Linked DNA regions of Sus scrofa: all the other regions are linked to region 3. Evidence: chromatin contacts called from public HiChIP or PLAC-seq data. All regions are on one chromosome and are shown on one strand. Each heading gives the region's core, a stretch centred on a gene start, on an enhancer-like site or on the middle of the called end of the contact. The rest is flanking DNA. Distances are from core to core; before and after follow the strand shown. Region 1 has its middle 110 kb from the start of TGFBR2. Region 2 has its middle 63 kb from the start of TGFBR2. Region 3 overlaps TGFBR2 (TGF-beta receptor type-2).

Evidence for each region. HiChIP or PLAC-seq counts read pairs in DNA pulled down with a chosen protein or histone mark.
Region 1: a contact with region 3 is called in an H3K27ac HiChIP or PLAC-seq map of skeletal muscle. The contact joins two enhancer-like sites. A contact is called at or near these places in 3 of 47 Hi-C or Micro-C datasets (embryonic fibroblasts, heart right ventricle and skeletal muscle) and 2 of 2 datasets of contacts at active chromatin or transcription factors (alveolar macrophages and skeletal muscle).
Region 2: a contact with region 3 is called in an H3K27ac HiChIP or PLAC-seq map of skeletal muscle. The contact joins two enhancer-like sites. A contact is called at or near these places in 3 of 47 Hi-C or Micro-C datasets (embryonic fibroblasts, heart right ventricle and liver) and 1 of 2 datasets of contacts at active chromatin or transcription factors (skeletal muscle).

The regions. Positions count from the first base shown.
Region 1 is chr13:16,676,198-16,679,772 of Sscrofa11.1, reverse strand. No RefSeq gene overlaps it. Among named protein-coding and RNA genes, the nearest start is that of TGFBR2, 110 kb to the left of the region's middle. Within about 2 kb of position 1,547, at least 10 of the 83 cell types and tissues checked have an H3K27ac peak or open chromatin away from gene starts, as enhancers often do. A contact at or near this core is called in skeletal muscle, where this site is marked.
Region 2 is chr13:16,720,151-16,723,557 of Sscrofa11.1, reverse strand. No RefSeq gene overlaps it. Among named protein-coding and RNA genes, the nearest start is that of TGFBR2, 63 kb to the left of the region's middle. Within about 2 kb of position 1,792, at least 18 of the 83 cell types and tissues checked have an H3K27ac peak or open chromatin away from gene starts, as enhancers often do. A contact at or near this core is called in skeletal muscle, where this site is marked.
Region 3 is chr13:16,857,925-16,861,365 of Sscrofa11.1, reverse strand. The region is part of intron 5 of TGFBR2 (TGF-beta receptor type-2); the gene reads right to left. Among named protein-coding and RNA genes, the nearest start is that of TGFBR2, 75 kb to the right of the region's middle. Within about 2 kb of position 1,360, at least 15 of the 83 cell types and tissues checked have an H3K27ac peak or open chromatin away from gene starts, as enhancers often do. A contact at or near this core is called in skeletal muscle, where this site is marked.

The DNA of each region.
Region 1 (3,575 bases), core at 298-2,797, 180 kb after region 3:
TGCTACTCATATATAAGCCTCTGCACAGATGGGGCCTGTTTGCTTATCTGTAAAGTAGGGGTGCTCATAGAAAGAGCTTAGAATTTATTGAGCCCTTATTGTATTCCAAACATTTGCGTATATTATTTTGCTTAGTACCTAACAATCATCTCTATAATGTAGATGTGACTGCTACTCCCTTTCCCACCCCCATGTCATAGGTGTAGATACCGAAGACCAAGCCACCAAACAGGCTTTGGTAATTAAAGAAGGGCATGCACATAGCCAGAGACAGCCATGGACTTGAAACTCAGGGTCTTAGTGCATATATTATGTGATTCCTATATATATAGTCTTTTTGTCTTTTTAGGGCTGCACCCATGGTATATGGAGGTTCCCAGGCTAGGGGTATAATCAGAGCTGTACCACCAGCTATGCCACAGCCATAGTAACTCGGGATCCGAGTGGAGTCTGCGACCTACACCACAGCTCACCACAACACCAGATCCTTAACCCACTGAGTGAGGCCAGGGATTGAACCCACGTCCTCATGGATGCTAGTCGGGTTCTCTAACCTCTGAGCCACGAAGGGAACTCCATGTGATTCCAGTATAAATGGGAGGACAAAGTGAAGTCATTGTGTGTCTCTAATTGAATTGATCACACTCTTATAATTATCTTGAACACATATTGCCTCCACTATTAGACTAGTGGAATCACAAAGTTACAAACATGCCTTTTATCCATCTTCATGCCTCTAGGGTTTAGCAGGGAGCCTGGTTCATGAAAGATTTTTTTAATAGCTCTCTCTCCTTGCTCATTCCATTCCTTGCTTTCTTTCTCCTCTAACAACAGAAATTACATTTGACACACAGGGTCATAACAAAGACATGCCTGTGGGAGGAGTGAAAAGCAGAGCATGTCCTGGGCACACTCCCCAGTTTTCCCTCCCTCCACTTGCTGATAATCCACACTGCCACTCTGCCTCCCACAAATCCAGCTTTGGCACTGACCCTGTGATTCCAGAGCAGGTTAGGGTGAGTGCTATGTCTGGAACATGACTGTAATTAGGCAGGAGGTTTAAAATTCTAAGTGTCATTAGCTGTCTCTGAAGCCTAGGGCTTGGCCTCATTCATTGCATAAGGTGAGTGAAAAAGACCCCTGGCCACAAGTTTCATTTAGTCGGTGATATTGAATTCACATAAGGGGCCCAAAGGGTGGGAATTTAACAAATTCTATAGAATATACCAGGTTTAGAAAACACAGATTTTTTTAGTGCCACCTACTGCTAAGTTATAGGGAAATCATTGAATTCTTATTTATTTGCTGGGTTCTATACAGGGCCCCAAAGGAAAATGTTAACAGCTGCTCTCAGCTGTGTGCTTTTTGTTTATTAGTTTTGTAAGTTTATAACTTGTGCAACATGTAATATTTCTTGGGATGCTTTGATTTATATAGATGGTAAATAATAATGCAATAAATAATAATGCAAGAGTCCATACCCCAGGGCGTGTTAATCCTTCTTGGTGAGTAGAGAACAACTACTCCTTTTGCAGATAGAAGGGGATCGCATTTCAAGAACATTAAATGGCATGCCTTGGACCAGAGGATGGGACAGTCCTGAGCAAGACTGGTGAACAAAGGCCAAACCTCAAAATTTCCTCATTAATTTAGTAATCAGAATCAGATTATGCGGAAGCACTTTGGAAAGAAAATAAGAAAGTAGGCTGAGACTTCAAACTAAAAATAAGCATAGGGAGTTTTGAATTGTTTACCTTGGCTGTCCTCTGTCCTTTCAGTGACCTTGACTGGATAGCTGCTTGGGATCCTCAAGGCTGATCTCTTATTCCCTAAGCAAATAGGACTTTCACTGCAATGAGCGGAAGTTGAGTATTGGGAAGAGAGAAAATGTGCCAAACCATCTGCTTTTTTACTCATTTCACTTCTTGATCTATATGTGGCCATTACTTGGGAAATGAAAATGGAGCCACTCTGTTGTGGACAGCTACAAGTTTTAGGAAGAAGTAACTGGATTCACTTAAAAATTTTGATGTAAGTCTATTTGATTTACAATGTTGTGTTAATTTCTGCTGCACAGCAAAGTGATTCAGTTATATATATGTGTACATATATATTCTTTTTCATATGTATATGCATTCTTTCCTATATATATTCTTTTTCATATTCTTTTCCATTGTGGGTTATCACAGGATATTGAATCTACTTCTCTGTGTTCTACAGCAAGGCCTTGTTGTTTATCCATCCTATATGTAATAGTTTGCATCTGCTAATCCCAAACTCCCCATCCATCCCTCTTCCAAGCTCCATCCCCCTTGGCAACCACAAGTCTGTTCTCTATGTCTGTTAGTCTGTTTCTGTTTCACAGATAATTTCATTTGTGTCATATTTGAGATTACATATATAAATGATGTCATGGTGTATTTGTCTTTTTCTGTCTGACTTTTTTCACTTAGTATGATCATCTTTAGGTCTCTCCATGTTGTTGCAGTGCCAATATTGCATACTTTTTAATGGCTGAATAATATTCCGTTGTGTATATATACCACAGCCTCTGGGTTTACAGGTTTTTTTGGCTTTTTTTTAGGGCCACACCCACTGCACATGGAGGTTACCAGGCTAGGGGTCTAACAGAGCTACAGCTGCCAGCCTATACCACAGCTACAGCAATGCCAGATCTGAGCCACATCTGTGACCTTTACCACAGCTTGTGGCAATGCCAGATCCTTAACTTACTGAGCGAGCCCAGGGATTGAACCTGTAACCTCATGGTTCCTAGTCAGATTCATTTCTGCTGAGCCATGATGGGAACTCTCTGGATTTCCTTTTTTATGTTGAGTTTTGTTGGGTGATTTGAAATTCTTAAAATTCCGCAAATCAATATTGAACATATTTACCTCATTCATGGCACCTCTGCAGGGAATCACAGGGCTGGATGGAGTGCAAGAGATTACTGAGAGCTCCTCTCTAATTGAAAGGATAAAAAATTGAACCTCTCGAAAGGGGAAGAGGAAGAGCTTTAGGCAATAGTACCATCTAGTAGCAAAGCTGTGACTTGGACCTACTTCCCTTTGTTCTTGCATCCCTCTCCAGCACGCTACACTACATCTTACCACCATTGATGTTCAATCCCTTACAAAAAGTCCTTCAACTAGCATATTGCAAAATACAGATTTTTAGACTCTTAATCCACTAATCTATCTACCTTCTACCATCCTATTTTGTGTAACATTAAAAAAAAACACAATAAATAAGGGAATGTATGAAGTAAAATTGTGCCATTGTGCCTCTAGACCCTATTCTGCAAAATGACAACCTAATTTCTGGTCTTAGAGTGGAAATATTTTACAGAAATGATGGGTTATAAGGTGAACAATAGTAAGAGTTCCAAGGTATTTCACTGATGGATTTTATTTTTAGAGTTTTTTTTTTTTTTCCCTGGAAGGAAGCAACTTGGCAACAGTCCCTTTGGAAACGAGGGCCATGCTAACTGTTCATCATAAGTTATAACCATTTACACAAAGGAACAACAAAAGCAAGTTTGGACATGTTTATTAATTACCAAAGTTATTTTTTAG
Region 2 (3,407 bases), core at 543-3,042, 140 kb after region 3:
ATATTTTCCAGGTTTTTTTGTTTTGTTTTGTTTTTGTTTTTGTTTTTTTTACAGTAAATATTGATTACTCATGAGATAAAGTACAATGAAAGTTAAAAAGTATGGTGGTGTCAGGGTTGTAGCCAGATACACTTTTCTTAAAATTTATCCCTGTTTTCCTCATGCGTTGCTTTTATGGGCTTTGCACTTGCTATATATTGCCTTACTTAATTTTCCCAAACATATCCACTTATGTTGCCCATTCGCCACTAAGACAAAGCCCAGAGAATTAATAAGCTGATCCAAGTCTCAGAGCTAGGAAGAGACAGTGTCAGGATTCCACCATTACTGAATTAAGAGCCTCATTTTTAACACCCTACAAATAGGTAGCAATGCAGGAATTTGAACTCAGGTTTGTCTGATCAAAGTGTATATATTTTAACTACTCATTCCTTCAGACATCTTCCTCAGGTGAAAAACTGAGAAACTGATCAATGTAGTTTCTTTTTGTGGCAATAATTAACATGATGAAAAAAGTGGATTTTTATCCCTGACAATTAAATGCCAGTTCTTTTTCCCAAAATTGATGGATTTTATGGGACAAAATCCTTGGTTATATTCATGACTCTATATAAAAAGGGCCCTTTCTAAAGCCAGAACACCCATAAATTATATCTTCATTTTGAAATTTGTAGGGAAGCTTCCAAAGATACTAAATGAGAAGATGATAAGGGGGAGATGGAACAAATGGAAAACACAGAGTCATAATGTGAACCCAAAGATAAAGCCAATTAACAAAAGCATGAAATAACAGACTTTATGCATTTGCCACTAGCAAATAAGTAAAGAAGAAATGACTTAACATGGTAGTGCCTGATATTCTAAATTTTTGTCAACAGAATTTGAAGAGCTTAATTTTCATTGGGTTACAATTTAATGACCATTAAGTACCCTCTAAGCCAGTTATATTTTGACTTCCTTTGAGTTTTAAAAACTTGTCCCCCAAATCTTTCCCCACCATGCTTATATTTCCCCTCCTCAGAGTTTAGTTTTGTGTTTAAAAAAATCTTCTATTTATTTTCATTCACTTCAGGGTGAGAGACAAGGGTTTATTTCTCCCTTGTGGGGTTCCAGCACCAAGGTCAAGTTTAACTGAATGACTAAAGGAATGACTCTAATGGCAGCAAATATGAATTAGTCCAACTGCCAAGGAACAAATTATAAAACTAGTCATGTGCTTTTAATGCAGTCCCAGGTTTCAATTTTGGAAAGCTGGATTTAAGAATAACTGAAATCAGTGCCTAAAGGCTGATGGAGGAAGAAGAATAAAGTCTTAGCTGTTCTGCCTTCATCATATTAAATTTCAAGCCCCCCATCCTCAGCCTCAATTTCAAGCAGAATTAGCTGGGAAGCTTGAGGATGGCACATTTAGGAGTCTGGGGGAATTGATAAAGAAGGGAGACCCAAACTCATAGGGTCAGATTGTGCAGAGCTGGCTGGGGGGTGCACACTGCCATTTGAGAAATGGCCCCATTTGCCTCTGAAACCCATCAGATCTGGACTGAGAGTTGTTGGATTTTATTATTGTTTATCCCTTGACCTAGAGCCAAAATAAGCCCCTGAACTGAATATTCAGGTTTGCATCTAAGGCATTTTGGTGTCTCCACTGTGGCAAAGGAAAACACTTTTTTTTTTTTTTTTTCCTGTTGCTATGTATATTGGCAACCATCCTATCCAAAGGATTGTGCTCCAAGAACTCTGGAAACACCTGCCAGCAGAAAACTTGGGAGCTTTGTTTAAACAATTGTACCTGCCAACTTTCCAGTACTGTTGACTTTGCAGGACTGAAAAACGTGGACTATTTTAAAACCTGTTTGATGGATAACAGGAACTGGGTCATGGAGATGATGCATGGAATGTGCCTAGAATGATGTGTATCTTTTTATTTTTTTTAATTTAAATATTGCATAGTCTGGGCCTTCTGCAAGGACAGTGCAGTGCTAATCTCCCTCCAGTCCTGAACCCACCATATGGCTGTGAATGGGGAGAATGCTTGGGCTGAATTCAGGATATCTGGCAACAGAGAGTTTCCAGGAAGCACAGTGGTATTTTGAAAGCACCGGGCTCTGTGACACATACAAGCATGAAAATGATGACCTTCAGTTTATCATGAGTATGGAGATTCCTTTTGTAGTATCTTCTCTCACACATTGTCAATCACCCAGTGTGGATACATTTTTACATCTTAGTGAGAAATTAAATTCCAAGTCTGAGTCTTTATTGGACTCTAATCCAACAAATAGTTCCTCTCGGCCTGTAAAATAACTACTACAGTCAATTGCCCAATAGGCAAGATGATTTCTTGGTGTAGAAAATAAAGACATGGGGATGTATAATGCTCAATGGTTGGCAAAACAAAAACAAAACAAAACAAAAAACCATGCTCAGGACAGTAGCACTTAGTGGCATTTGCTTTGACTCCCACAGGCAGTTCATGATTGTTAGTAACTGAGGTGAGCAGAGGAGCTGCAAGAACACTGAGTCCCTACCTGGCAGAGTATAAAGTGGTCCCATTGAACTTCAGCTCTTTCCTTGGCTAAGTGTGACATGGTGAAGTTTTCTGGAGGGACCAGTGCTATTACCCACATGTACACTCACCGGAGGATGCTGGTCTGTGTTCTGTGATTGGAAGGAAGAATGCTGAAAACATCATTTTCAATGTGTTCATCTTCTGGCTTGCCATGAAATTCTTATTATCTTGAGTTATTCCTTCAGATTAAGTCTCGTTAGGAAAGTTACTTTGCTTCTTAGATTCTTATCCATAATGTTAGAGAATTAAGCCCTGAATTGTTTAGCTATCACCATGCTAAGACTTTACACTGAAGGTTAACAGGTCAATTGTGACCCACCTGGCGTTGACTAAAGCAAGTCACATCCTAGAGTCAAGAAGTGTGGAAATACACTCCATCCATGAAGAGGGCATGGCAAAGGTGTGGTACAGGGAGAGAACTGGGGTCAGTAATTCAGCCTATCACAGACTGGTGTAGAGGGTTCTAAGCTTTTGAGTTCTTGTCTCTATAAAAGAGAGTTTTCAAGTACAGTCTGTTTCAGAATCCCCAAATTTAAAACAAAATCTACGACCATTCTGTGGGCCCTCTATGGAACTCTTCAGGCACTGGGTTTCAAACTTAGTGCCTATAAGTATCTTTCTGGGAGCTTGTAGAAATTAAGGTACTGTGGTCTATAAAAGACATTTAGAGATTTAGGGGAACTGAGAAGAGAGTCTAGGAAATACCATTTTTTAATTTTTAATTTATTTTTATTTTTTTTGGTCTTTTTGCCATTTCTTGCGCTGCTCCCATGGCATATGGAGGTTCCCAGGCTAGGGGTCCAATTGGAGCTGTAGCCACCGGCCTACGCCAGAGCCA
Region 3 (3,441 bases), core at 111-2,610:
ATTAGAATAGCTATTAATTTAAGTGGGTGGGACAATACACATGCCAGTGCATCACAGGACAATTTAGAAAATAAAAACACTCCAGTACTGAAACATGTCTGAGCTGAAAGGAAAGAGTGGGCTGGCTTCAACATTTTTCTCCAAAACAAGCTGGACCTTTGGCCTTTAGCTTCAAAATAACCCTGTTTAATGAGTGAAACTTTCAATAAGTTGCCCTTCCAGGCTGAGAATTGAAGCATTTAAGGCAAAATGACATTTTGAAAAGAGATGGCTTGTTCTTGTTTATTTGATCTTCCCCCATTCCCAGAACCCTACTTGCATATTTATCTTCTTCAGCCTCACCCAACTAGAAGAGCTGGCAGGATATTTTCTTTCTGTCATAGCTGAGATGAAGTGCGCCCCACCCCCACTTTGAGACAAGCACAAGCCACCATCCTTCTGTGTGCTGCTTTTGTCTTCAAGTGCCTATGGCGCTTAATCTATACTGCTCTTGGGGTGAGATCTGAACTCATTTGCATAATAGTTACCTCTTGCTTCTTTCTTCTATTCCTTTATCTTTTCCTGGACTATAAAGGCCTAACGCCCAAGGCAGAGGCTGCGTTTTGTGTCTTTCAATTCCCTGAGGAAATTGTGCCTTATATATATAGCAGGCTTTCAGTAAATATGGGCTGGGTTGCATTCAAGCAAGAGCAGAGAACTGAGAATTAGAGCTGGTTCCCAGTAAGGGTTTAGGCTGATCTAATTCATCACTTCTATAAAATGAATATATGGGATCAAAAAATATGATAAAATGAACTTATTTGCAAAGCAGAAATAGACTTACAGACATAGAGAACAATCTTAGGGTTACCAAAGGGGAAAGGCGGGGGAGGGGTAAATTAGGAGTTTGGGATTAACATACACACACAACTAAATATAAAATAGATAAACAACAAGGACCTACAGTATAGCCCAGGGAACTCTACTCAATATCTTGTAATAACCTACAATGGAAAAGAATCTAAAAAAGATATATCTCTCTGTACATGTACAACTGAATCACTTTGCTGTTCACCTGAAACTAACACAACACTGTAAAGCAACTACAATAAAACATTTTTAAGTTTCTTTACAATAAATAAATAAAATGGGCTGAAATGAATGACCTCCATGTTCCCCTCCAGAGTTATTCTGTAATTCAATCTAAGCAAATAACGATGCTGTCTTAGTACTAAGCTCTGAGATATGTGTTTGTATAATACAATGTAATAGAATGGAATGACATGATTTGCATATGACATAAACTGCTCCTTAGACAATGCATCAGCACACTGACTCTCCAACTGTTTTGGCTGCCCTGGCAGGTGTGGTTGGTAGCCTGCCTAGACCCCCTTTACCAAGCCAAGAGTGCCAGCCCTCAGCTGCCGCAGTTGTTGTCACATAAGGACTCACTTTCTCCCTTCTACGGAGAACTGCCCTTGGCTGATGGGAGCTTCCTGGCTTGGAGATTTCCAGAACATGACAGCCTCATCCCCAGGGGCAGCCTATAGCCAATGACAAATTAATTGGGGAGCTTTAACAGTCTAACTGTCTTGCTTCTACAGGGGATGACTGGTGCAGTTCATGCTCCAGAGCTCCCCACAGGATCAGGCTGAGGCCAGGGCTCTCCTGAAACCACGGATTTGCGAGCTTCTTCCTGGGACCTTAACTTCCATAGGTCATTGCACAAAAATCATGGTCAAGCTCTAATTCTAGGAAAGCTGGCCTGTAACAGCTTCCAAGGAAGAGCTTTCTCTTTTTCTGCTGTGTTTATCTAAATGCAACATCCAATGCACAAAGCCACCCTGAGGAAACTTTGACATGGCCTCTTCTGGAGAAACTGGAAGTATTTGACCATCGACAATTCCTACAGGGAGCTCCCACTGTGGCACAGTGGAAATGAATCTGACTAGGAACCGGGAGGTTGTGGGTTCGATCCCTAGCCTCACTCAGTGGGTTAAGGATCTGGTGTTGCCATGAGCTGTGGTGTAGGTCGCAGACGTGGCTCGGATCCTGTGTTGCTGTGGCTGTGGCGTAGGCCAGCAGCTGTAGCTCTAATTGGACCCCTAGCCTGGGAACCTCCATATGCCAAGGGTGTGGCCCTAGAAAGGAAAAAAAAAGAAGACGAAGAAGAAGCAATTTCTACAGCATAGCCCATACGGTGCTCCGAAGCTGGGGGCAGGTGACCACAGTGAGGGCTACAAAGTGCCAGGATCAGAATTCTTCCCAACTGTTGATCTCATGGATGAGATTTTTTTTTTTTTTAAACAAAGAAAAGGTCTCCAGAGGAGAGATGATAACCCAGAGCCATTTTATTTCAAGTCCTAATCTTCAAAGTCATATAAACCATAGTGTTTAAATTTTTAAGTTCTGTGTGGACCAAAACAGGTTTCCAGGGGGCACGGAGGAGATGGGAAGGATGACGCTGGGCAGCTGGTCTCGGAATGTTTTCTGCTTAAAGAAAAAGGAACCAGTGCTCCTGTGAAAAAGCAAAGGCAGCAATCCTTTCCCAGAAGGAAGAGGATTTTAACTGGATTGCATCTTACTTTCCCTAAAACCAGGAAGCAGTGGGACTCCCCAGTATCCCCAAGGGCTGTGAGGCCTACTTCCCTCCCTGAGCTGTGGAGACTTCGGAGGACAGAAGGGGCGGCGACGGGGGCAGGAGGCCTCTGCCACCCAGATGGGCTCTGATGGCCCTTCTTGGGATGGAACCCCATGCACTGAAGCCCAGACTCTGCTGGGAAAACAAGCAGAGCTGGTGACTGGCAAAAAGTTGGTGCCCTGGACCTCTGCAGCTCCAACTTTCTCCCCCTGCTTTCAGGCATCTAGAAGCCGAGATGCTTAATCCACTTTGGCAAAATTGCTAGGTCCAAACTTAGTAGCTTCCATGTTGGTGCTTAAAATACTTCTGTTTTAGAAAATGTACACAGCTAAAACTATGAAATCACTAAATAAGTGGACATACAGAAAAGAAACTCTCTTTTCCCCTCCTAACCCCTAGTTTCTTTTTTTCTTTTAGGCCATGCCCACGGCATGTGGAAGTTCCCAGGCCAAGGACTGAATCTCTGCCATGGCAGCAACCTGAACTGCTGCAGTGACAACCTGGGATCCTTAACTAACTGTGCCACAAGGGAACTCCTTTACCCCTAGTTTCTTTCACAAAAGTGGTTTAGGTTGAAAGATGAGATTAAAGGTGATTTAAATTTGCCTCTTATTGTTTAAAAAGGAGTCCTTCTCAATTTTTTTTTTTTAAAAGACTGTTTTGCCTCAACTTCACTGGGGACTGAGGGTTTGGTAAAATATTATAGAAATGAATTACAAGAAAAATGAATCACACTTGGGTGTTAATTGCAATTAAAGTTACTAACCCCCTACTACTCTCAGTTCCTGTGCTCATCACATTGCAAATCTGAAACAAACAGT